Linked DNA regions of Sus scrofa: region 2 is linked to region 1. A link is a contact called in public HiChIP or PLAC-seq data. All regions are on one chromosome and are shown on one strand. Each heading gives the region's core, a stretch centred on a gene start, on an enhancer-like site or on the middle of the called end of the contact. The rest is flanking DNA. Distances are from core to core; before and after follow the strand shown.

Evidence for each region. HiChIP or PLAC-seq counts read pairs in DNA pulled down with a chosen protein or histone mark.
Region 2: a contact with region 1 is called in an H3K27ac HiChIP or PLAC-seq map of alveolar macrophages. The contact joins the enhancer-like site here to the promoter of PTPRE in region 1. A contact is called at or near these places in 25 of 47 Hi-C or Micro-C datasets (alveolar macrophages, blood, embryonic fibroblasts and 12 more) and 2 of 2 datasets of contacts at active chromatin or transcription factors (alveolar macrophages and skeletal muscle).

What each region holds. Positions count from the first base shown.
Region 1 is chr14:137,098,198-137,103,160 of Sscrofa11.1, forward strand. PTPRE (receptor-type tyrosine-protein phosphatase epsilon) reads left to right here and starts at 3,252. Exons shown (of 22, transcript XM_021073749.1): 1 at 3,252-3,455.
Region 2 is chr14:137,190,377-137,195,849 of Sscrofa11.1, forward strand. All of the region lies in intron 3 of PTPRE (receptor-type tyrosine-protein phosphatase epsilon), which reads left to right. Among named protein-coding and RNA genes, the nearest start is that of PTPRE, 92 kb to the left of the region's middle. Within about 2 kb of position 2,520, at least 1 of the 83 cell types and tissues checked has an H3K27ac peak or open chromatin away from gene starts, as enhancers often do. A contact at or near this core is called in alveolar macrophages, where this site is marked.

The DNA of each region.
Region 1 (4,963 bases), core at 2,002-4,501:
TGCTTATTCTTCTAGAGACCATTTCTGGCCTCAGCAATTTAACATTAATTGGCATCTGTTGAGTCCTTAAAGCATGACAAGCATTATCTGGGTTACCGCACAGAAATCCAAAGGCCTGGTCCTCCACTAAAAAGGAAGATAAGACACATAACCACGCTGAACATCACCGGTTTCAGGAAAACGGCCTCCAGTTGTGTTTTAAAGGAAAGAAGCTGCACGGCTTGGCAAAGAGGAAGAGGTCGGAGACAGGTGAGAGGACGGCATAGGCGAGGCTGAAGGTGGATGAAACAGGAAGTGCGTCGGGGGCTAAAGAGGAAGCTGTGGAGGTGAGAAGGGCTGAGCCCCTGGGTCATAAAAGATGAGGGTTCCGGATGGCAAGAGGCTGCGAGCCGGATTCCCATCCCTAGAGCCTCGTGTGGGAACAGGGGAATTGACTCTGATGGCAGGAGGGGCCTTGAGCCTGAGGGACGAGGAAGGAAGATGGATAAGGAGGCTGGAGGGGCTTCTGAATGGGAATCAACACAGCCTTGGCACCGATGCCCCTGCTACCTCGCTTTTGGGGGGCAGCGATGAATGTCTTTAGACTTAGAGGTTGAGAGATACTGTGTAACGCCAGAGAGGATCGCCAGGGTCCCACAGAGAGAATATTAGCGGGAGAGAAAGTGCCATCTGCCCTCACCATGCTCCCTGGGCTGCTGACTTTCCAACAGCAGATGTCTGACAAAGGCAACTTGTTTCTCTCTTCTTGCAGCACAGTCTCTGCCTCACAGCCCTGCAGCGTTAACAAGCCAAACTGTGCTCATCCGAGTTTGAAATGATCACCTCCTGTACAGAAGCCTGGCTCTCTGGGCGCCGCAGCAGGGAAACTGACGGGTGGGCGGAGTCATCAGTCTACCTGACCCCACCCAACCTGGGCAGTTCCTGCCTGGCATGCTCAGCTCTGGAGAGAGCCGCCTGCCCTGCTGGGCTCCACGGTGACCAGGCTGCCTGGGGGCTGCGGCTGGGGCCCCTCCTCCTCTGATGTGTCAGCCCACAGGCTTTTATTGAACACCTCCTGGCTATCATGTGGCGTCAGGAGGGAAGATGGAGACAGGTGCAGCGTGGACTGTCGCGGAGCTCACAGTTCTGCGGGAGGGGGAAGAGGGGGTGACTAACAGCAAACCAGTGAACACACCTTGTGAAAGAGTAGCAGAGGGGAGGGGTGCCAGGCCACCTTCCAGAGGCAGTCAGTAAGAAGGTGCAGGCCAGGAAGTGCCTGCTATGGCTCAGCAGATTACAAACCCAACCAGGATCCATGAGGACATGGGTTCAATCCCTGGTCCCACTCAGGAGGTTAAGGATCCAGTGTTGCCATGAGCTGTGGTGTAGGTCTCAGATCTGGTGTCACTGTGGCTGTGGTGCTGTGGTTTAGACCAGCAGCTCCAGCTCTGATTTGACCCCGAGCCTGGAAACTTCCATATGCCACAGGTACAGCCCTAAAAAGCAAAAAGAATGGCCAGCTCAGGTACCTTAGGCAGAGTCCCAGATGGAGATGAGCTGGGCTCTGACACTGAGAAGAGGAGCTGAGGGCTGGAGCCCCGGGAAGAGGGGCTCAGAGCTCAGGAGGGGCTGAGACATCAGGCAGGGCCTGCCAGGAGTTTGGGTTTTATTCTGAAAGGAGGCTTTTAAGCAAGGGGCTGACAGGACAAGGTTTCCTCTGTAAGGGTCCCCCTGGACGGTGTGCCTAGAAAAGAATGCATCTTGGGCTACCCTTGTGGTTCAGTGGGTTAAGGATCCAGGGTTGTCACTGCAGTGGTTGGGGTTGCTGCTGTGGGTTCGATCCCTGGCCTGGGAACTTTTGCATGTCACGGGTGCAGCCAGAAAAGAAAAAACAAAAAAATATGAGTCTGAGGTTGAGGGACCACTGCAGTCATCGGCGAGAGGAAGGCGGTGGAGTGGAGCAGCAGGCACACCGTGGGAGCTAGACAGGAAGTGCACGAGGTGGGGGAGGCGCAGACGGGGACATATGCCAAGAATCAGAGTCAGAGCAAGAGCCGGGTCTGCCCTGGGAGACAGCCGGGGGTGGGGGCGGCAGAGCTTGGAGGAGAGGGCCAGGAGAGCCCTGCTTTTTGCACCTCCCTGCATATGGGTGGTATTTAAAGCCCTGGCGCTGGACAAGACATGTGCAGCGGGGGGACAGCATGTGCAGGGCAAGGCAAGAAAGCTGAGTTCAAGTCCTCCACTCCCACTCCTTTGTGTGTCCTGTGGAAGGGCGGTCTTAGCCTTTGGGGGTCTACAGCTCTGTCCCGAACACATGCAAGTGTCCTTGGAAAGTGTCCCAGGAGGTGTCTGCTGGCTACTGATGTGAGGCAGGTGACACACCCTAAATGCCACCTTCTCACCATTGGTTCCTTCACTCAGGAGCCCTCAGGAGTGAGGTTCCTGCAACAGGGGTGAGGGGGGGGGGGAGAGGGGCTTGGTCCAAGCTGGAGGGCACAGCACCAGGGCTAGGACCCACGAGGAGACAACATGTACCCTTTCTGCCCTTCCCCTGGAATGTCCTTTACTCCAAGCCCCCCTAAATAGCTGGCAGGAGGTCCCCTGGAAAGCCGACCCCGAGAAGAGCTGGTCCAGACCCCTCCCAGCCGACCCTCTCTCTTCCTCCCTCGTGGGCGCCTGCGCCCCTGAGTTTAGCTTGGATGGATACCGCCTTCATGGTAATCAGACCCTTTTCAACATCCACCAAGTGGGCGCCTTTCTTCACCCTTTACAGAGGAAGACACCAGCTCCAGCTCGGGACACGTCCCGGCTCTCGCTACATCTTCGAACCAGAAGCAGCACAGGGTGCCCTCCGGACCGACTGCACGACCCAGAGCCGGTGCCCGGCCCGGCCACTTCCTGGTGTCCGGGGCCAAGGCTGGGGAGGAAGGGCCTTTCCTGCTCATAAGCGCGGCTGTCCCGCCTTAGCGCCCGACAGGACGCCTGGGCCCGGGCAGTGGGGGCCCAGCCGGGGGCCCCGGGGGAGGGGGTCCCGGGAGAGGGGGCCCCCCGCCCCCCCGCCTGGGGGCAGGCTGTCCTGGCCGGCGGGTCCTCCGTGGGCCTCCCGCCCTCGGGGCGGGGCGGGGCGGGGCCGCGGGCCCAGGTGGGGCGGGCGCCGGGTGCGCTCCCCGCGCCGGACACCAGGCGTCGCCCCCGCTCCTCGCTGCGCGGGGCCCCCGCCCCCGCCGCGGAGCCCGAGCCGAGCGGCGCGGAGGAGGCGGCGGGACCTGCCGGACAAATTTCCTGCTGCTCGGCGACGGGCGGCGGCGCAGGCGGCGCCCGGACCCCGCGGCCTCCGCGCGTCCCCACGAGCCTCCCGCGCGCCCGGCGGGGACGGCGGGGCGCCCCGGAGGGCGGCGGGCGGGCACCCGGGAGATGCGGAGCCGCCGCGGCGGCGGCGGCGGCGGGATCGGCGCGACCGGACCGGCCCCCCCGAGGTGAGCGCGTGCGGGGTGCGGGCCGGGGACCGTGTGTCCCGGGCGGCCGGAGCAGGCCGGGGACACCGCCTCGGCCGCGCCGTGGGCGGGAGGGGCCGCGCCGGGGTGCCAGGCTCCGAGCTGGGTCCCTGCCGGCCCGCGGTGCGCCGGGTGCCAGCGTCTGGGGACCGCAGGACCCCGGCCATCGGGCCCCCGGGCGCCCCCAGCCCAACTTGGCGACCAGGTCGGCGGCTCTCGCGCTCCTTCTCGGTCAACTGACTGGCAGAGCGTGTGTGTCTGCGGGTGGCCACAGCGCTAGGGGGACGGCGACAGGGAGGACGCGTGGAAGCAGGGAGACCCACCGAGAGGGGGTGCCAGCGGGTGTGCTGGGGGCTGCCGCACGCAGGGGTCCAGAAAGGAGCCTTTTGAGAAAGTGAGTCAGAGTCGCACCAACTGTTGTCGTGGGCTGCTGTCCAGGGCCCCTTGCCCTCCCGGGGAGGGGAGCTGAGTAGGATGCCAGGGCTGGGGGGGCGGTTAAAGACCCCAGGAAGTGGGCCGGCCCCCGGTGGCCAGGCCGGACCGCGGTATCCGTGGGGTGACCTGTCGGAACTCCTGGGCCGGGGAGCAGTGACACGCCAAGCCTGCCGGCTCCGTAGGACCATCTGGGAAAGGCCAGACAACCCCTGGGATGGAGAGGCAGAGCCAAGCCTTGAGTGACCGCACCGGACTTGACCTAAATTCCTTCCTGCCAGTGGCAAACCTTTCTAGAAAGGTTAAACAGTTTTACTTGCAGAATGACGATGCTGATCTGTCGGGGATAAGGACCCCTCTGTCAGAATTTCAGCCCAGGAAACTCCGGAGGAATAGGGCTGTATGTGCGCCTGTGGAGTGAAGGGTGGATGCCCTGGATGAAAACCAGCAAAGGGTGGTCACGTGTTTTAGGTGTCCCTGTGCGTGTCCAGTCAGCTCCTGACCCCAGGTGCCCCTTGACCCAGGGTGCCTGGAGGTCTTTGTGTCTCAAAGGTCAGTGAAATTCTGCCTCTGCAAAATAAAGATCCATTTAAACTGTGCCCGGGGCGGGTGGGGGGTTGATGAAGGGGAGGGCTGGGCCTTTTCAAAACCAGAGCTCTAAGCCGAAGGAAGACAGGGAGGGGTGGGCGCAGGTGGCTCAGACCGCCATGGTCACTCTGCCTTCACCGTATGGCACAGAGCTCTGAGTGTGAATAGGGTTGGGGTCCAGCTTTCTGAGCACAGGCTCTAGGCCTTGGGGAACAAAAGGTGAGGCGGTGACATGGGGCAGGCCCTGTAGCAGCACCCAGCCCTTCCAAGAGGGGGCACTGCCTCGGACTGTGACCTCAGGGGATGAGGTCTTTCTTCCTTGTTGGTGTTAGTGCTGCCTGGGAACCAGTAACTGCCCTCCCCACCCCCCGAACTTTCCATGTGTCCAAAGGAGCTAAGAGCTAGATTTGTCCCTGTGGAAGGCCAGGTCATTGGATGAATCCAGATGGCTGGAGATTTAAAACTGTACC
Region 2 (5,473 bases), core at 1,270-3,769, 91 kb after region 1:
ATTCACAAACGCTTTGTCCCGTTCTGTGATGTGCCTTTTCACTTTCTCGCCAGTGCCCTTCAGTGCACAGACGTCCTGAGATGGTTTTAGGTGAAAGCAAAGCATAGCAGGGAGCAGCTTTGAATCATGAAGCAGGAGAGTCCTTCCCTTCTTCACCCTTCTTGAGTCTTTCTTATGCTCAAAGGGAGCAGCTCTGTTTGATGCTACTGTGTCTTCAACACTAATGCAGGCTTGTCTGCCTTTTTCACAAAAAGAGCGCAGACTCTGGCCCATGGGACCAGCGTCGAGCAAGAATCTCTTCCCCATCCCCGCCGAGTTGACGGTTAAGGTCATGTCCGTAGATGGCTAGCCACGCTGGTGTTCCCATTTACATCAGTGACAACTCGGTCCTTTAATTACATGTACTCGATTTTTTTTTTTTTAAGGAAAATGAGTGAATGATGTGACAGAGCTTGGGCAGGTGATCAGAGGATACAGGTGCAGGGGAACTTCTCTGAGGGTCCTGGGCACAGGTGAGGGCGGAGGGGACCAGCCTTCTGGGGATGGGGTGCTGGGCAGACGGCAGGCACCAGGCAGACCAGCCATGGGAGAGCAACCTGGCTGCCACCGCTGAAGCCCTGGTGTGTCCCCGGGGTGGTACCCAGCACGGCTCCTCCTCACCCCACGCTTGATCCCCACGACTGCCCGGCGAGGAGAAGAGCCCTCAGGGCGGACAGACAGAGTCCGAGAAAGGAGGGAAGTTGACTGTGAGAAGAATGTGGAGGGCTGGTGTCTGGTGGATGTGGCGGGGAGGAGGAAGGAGCCCTGGAAAGATCTGGAAGGGCCCCACAGCCGGGAGACAGGGAGCAAGAGGCATTTTAGAAACATCTTCACGACGTTCTTAGCTCGGCATCTGGCTCATTTCTTCAGGATGCTGTGGGAAAGGAACACAACCCTGATGTCTTACACAGACGACACGGTTCCCTCACTGTCCCAGAGGCTGGAACTCTGAAATCAAGGTGTCAGGAGGCCCTGTTTCCATTGAAGGCTCCAGGGGACAGTCCTTGCTTGATTCTTCCAGCGTTTAAGGCTGCTGGCGACCCTCAGCTGTCCTTGGCTTGAGGCTTCGTCACTTCAGACGCTGCCACCGTCTTCACGTGGTGTCTAGAACAACTCGTCTTTCTGCCCGCCTCTCTGTCTCCTTTATGTCTGCGCAGAACACTTCGCTTCTGACACTTCCCATCTCAAAGCAGGTGGAGGTTCCCCCTCCAAGCAACTCTCCGTGATGCCAGTTGGGTGTCCCACAGTGTAACTCAGTTCTGACCTTCTCTGGAAATGGCATCAGATTCCACAGGTGAAGGTCTCAGCCCCATGAGACCGCCCCCCACCCCCAGATGCCAGTTCCAAGTCACGTTGTCACCTGGGCTCTGATGCATCGGCTCTAAATCAAGGTTCCCCCAAGCCCCTCCTCTGGTTCGATTAATTTGCTGGGGCGAGTCACAGAACTCAGGAAACTAATTTACCAGTTTATTAAAGCCTCTGACAAAGGCTACCGGCGGGCAGCCAGATGAAGAGGCACGGGGTCTGAGAGGGTCCCGGATGCAGGTGCTCCTGTCCCCGTGGAGCTGGGGTGCATCACCTCCTGGTACGTGGATGTGTCCACCCACCTTCGCACTCCCGACCCCCACACTCTCGTGGCTTTTGCAGAGGCGTCGCCGCACAGGCGTGATCAACCATGAACTTGTTTCCAACCCCTCTTCCTTCTCAAGAGGATGGGGTGGGGGTGGCAGGCTGAAAACATGAGGCTTCTAACCTGGGTGGTCTTTCTAGCGATCAGACCCCATCCAGGGACCCACCTGGAGTTGCCTCAGTAGCACAAAAGACAGTCCCATCACCAGGCCATTAAAGGAGCTCTAGGAGCCGCATGTCAGGAGGTGGAGTCAAAGATCAAAAAGGAGAAAAGATGCTGTGAGTGCTCTTGTCCCTTAGGAAACTCTAGGAGTTGGGGAAGCTCTGTGCCAAGAGGCAGGATGAAGACCGAATCCATTTTACCTGCTATGAACCACAGTGTCACGCAGGTCCCTCTCTGTGTGTGTCTCTGGGTCCTCTTCTTACAAGGACACTGCTCAGTAGATGGAGGGCCCACCCTAATCCATTGAAGATCTCCTCTTAACTTAATGACGTCCGCAAAGACCCTGTTTCCAAAGAGGTCACATTCTGAGGCCTCAAGTGGACATGAACTTGGGGGTGCGGGGAAAATACAGCTGAGCCCAGGCCAGCATCTGCTGCAGGTTGGCTGTTGATACTGTTGGCTTTCCTGAGACCGTGGTAGTCCCTGGGCCTTTGCCCTGGAGCCCTGGCCTCTGTTGGAGTTGATACCCTCAGCATCCGTGGGCAGGACGTCCCAGACCAAGGAGAAAGCAGACTCTCACAGGCAAGGGTAATGCCGAGCCCAAGCATCGTACACACCATCAGCTTCTAGGTCTCAACGAACCTTGACTTGAAAATCACTGTTACGTAAGTCTGCTTCCTCCTGTCGGAGTCGAACGGCAATCAGGAGGGTTATGGTCTTGCAAGGCTTCTTGAGTTGTTTGCATACTTCCTACGTACAAACCCGAGATGGAGCAGCATTGGTGCTGCATTGATTCAGAGTTGCATCTTCACGGAAAACTTCCCTGCGTGGAGTTGGAAGATGCCTGGTCAGGGCTCCTGTCCTTTCGGTTTGGGTGACCTTGCCAGACCTGGGATCCAGCAGGAAGGTGATGAGCAGGCATTCAGGCGGATAAAAGAAGGAAGGGCGCCTCCACCTGGGAATCACAGGTGTCCCCTGAGCCCCGAGCCTGCACCAAGTCCCATGAAAGATTCCTTCACCAGAAAGAAGCCTGACTCTCCCGGCTCCACCCTCAAGCGTTCTCTTCTCTGCTCTTCCCTCCTTCTCACTGTCAGCAGGGTTCAAAGAAAAGGATGCTCTTTGCTCAAAAGAGAGTCCAATGCGATACAGCTGACACCCGGGGTCGCCGTGCCTGCAGCCATCCCCTTTCCTTGACCTGAATATTTCTAAACAGTTGAATAAACGCAAACTAATTCTCACGGCCTGTTTCCTATTTGCCGGTTACCCGATGTCCTAGCAGGTTGTGACATGCAATTTCCTTTGAGGTTTCTTTTCTTCCTGCTTTTGGGTAACAGAAGAAGGAATCTCTCTCAAAGGACATAAAACTCTGTGCTTCTACATTGATAAATATTTGAGGAGATGCAGCTGGTGTTTATAGAGATTCTAGTTGGGGCAAATAAAGCGCATATTAGTAAACCTCTTTCGGGGTCAGCCTTTCGGCCACCTCCTTTCCTCAGTGAACAAATATTTACTAAATGCTCATTTCATGATGCAGGGCCACTTCCCAGATACACTAGTTAAAAGGAGGTTTCTGAGTAGACCTGTTTGCAATCCCAAACCCACAGAAAGCTAACATCTGTCAAGGCCAACACAGTTCATATCTTCTTTTTTTTTTTTTTTTTTTTTTTTTTTGGTAGAGGTGATGGAGTTAAAGTAAATATTTTCAGTGACATTTTGGAATTTACAGAATGCGTGTTCATTTGTTTCAAAAGGAAACAGTTTCCAGTTCAGATGGCGTCCCACGCTTCCCGTGCTTGTCCTGAGAAAATCTTACAAGCTACGAAATACTTCCTGGGTCCAATGTGCTCACTTTGACCATAGGGATGTGGTTTTCTCAAGTCTGGTTGTTTGATTTTGCCCGGGTTTGAATTCAGGCTTTGCCCTTTTATGGCTGTGTGGGCTTGAGCAGGTAACTTAGCCTCTCTGGTCTTCAGAGTCTCCTGCCATAAAGCAGGCATGGCAAGAGCCTGTACTGTCTTGGGCAGCTGCGTGAGGGTCCAGTGTGTTTATGTGTAAAATGCATGGATCCGTGTCCTCGGCCACAGCGAGTGCCCTGTATGTCACCATCCCCACCAACATCGCGTCCCTCCTCGTCCCTCCCCTGCACAGCTCACCGCGCTTCTGGAAATGGTTTTCTCTGAAATAAGGCATGTGTTCTGTCTGGGGTGCCGGCTGCTGCGGGGCTGACCTTCCTACTCCCAGTGCTGACTCGGGGGTGGAACGTGGACCTTGGTGTCCTCCCCGCGGCTCACAGGGCTTGCCCTGGGGTGGGGGGCGGGCAGGACCCCTGGGAGAGGAGGCTGCTCTCACACCCACCCGGGGGACAGCACAGTGGGCTCTGTGCCAGGGGCAGGTGCCCCCAGAAAACTGCACACCAGGGACGTGCACGGAGCGGGGAGGGTCTCAGCATCCGCGACATCCTCACCCAGCCACGCTCTGGACGTGCTGCTAGTGGCTGAACCCCGGACGTCTCGCCATCCCGGAAATGCTAGGTCTTTCTGGGGCTTCTTTCTCTGGCACTGAAGCTGAAGCCTGCCCGAGGTGTCCTTCCCCTGCTCAGGGCACAGTCCGGCATAAGAACAGTGAAGTGGACTCTGTGGCTTCTCGTTTGGTTGCTTTAAAGTGTTTCTTCACATTCCAGAAGGGGTGCCGAGGGTCTCCTTGTATCTTACAGACTCTCCCCAGAGTCTCGTGAGGTCACTGCGTTGCTCATTGTACAGACTCAGAGAGGGAGAGAGCTGGCCCGAGGCCACACAGCCAGGGGACCACAGCTCAGGTGGCCCTGCACTGGTGGTCCAGGCTCCTTCTAGTACTTCCTGTGCTTCCAGGGGACAGGCTGGGCTTTAAAGGATGCTGAAAGGAATGAAATGATTCAGATTTTAGAACTTGGGGTCCCCAATTCCCTCTTTGTTTAAATGCCATTACTTAGATTGAGGGGTGTTATTTAGCACATTTTTCTGGGGTCGGGTCCCAGACAAAGGCACCCAGATTTCACTCTCCTGAGCTTGGGGACCTCGCCTCCTTCCACCTCTCCTCGTCAGGCGGACACACAGTGGGTCATCCCAGCCCTGGTGCTTTGAGAGAGAAGAAGGACCTGATGGGTGACTAGGCTGGAGATGAGGCCGTCCAGGCCAAATGGGGTTTTGGTTATTCTAGTCACGGCAGCGAGGGTCATTCATTCAGCCAGCCCTCCTGGGCAGGCCCTGGGTGCCAGGCCTTCTGTGGGGCATGAGCCAGGCCCACTTCCCCACCTAGACACCCTGTGGGTTTGTAGCAGAGCTGCCCTTCTTGTTCACCTGCGGCCTCATCTGAGCCTTCTGCAGGGATGACTCCCCACGTGACAGGTGAACTCTCGCAGAAAGTGGCAGGGCTCTTGGGCTCCCAAGGCCGGCCCGGGGGGCCAGAGGAGAGCCCACCTTGACATTTTTCCTTTGACAGAGGCATACAAAGCTGCTCCCCTCCCGGGGCGCAGCAACAGTGCCCACCCTGTCTGGCTCCTGTGCTTGCTTCTCACCCAGCTCCACCCCCCCTTTCCTCCCACCCTGCCAGCCCCCTTTTCTCTCCTTCTCTCTTTCCCTAGACCTGAACGTCAAAGCACTTTTC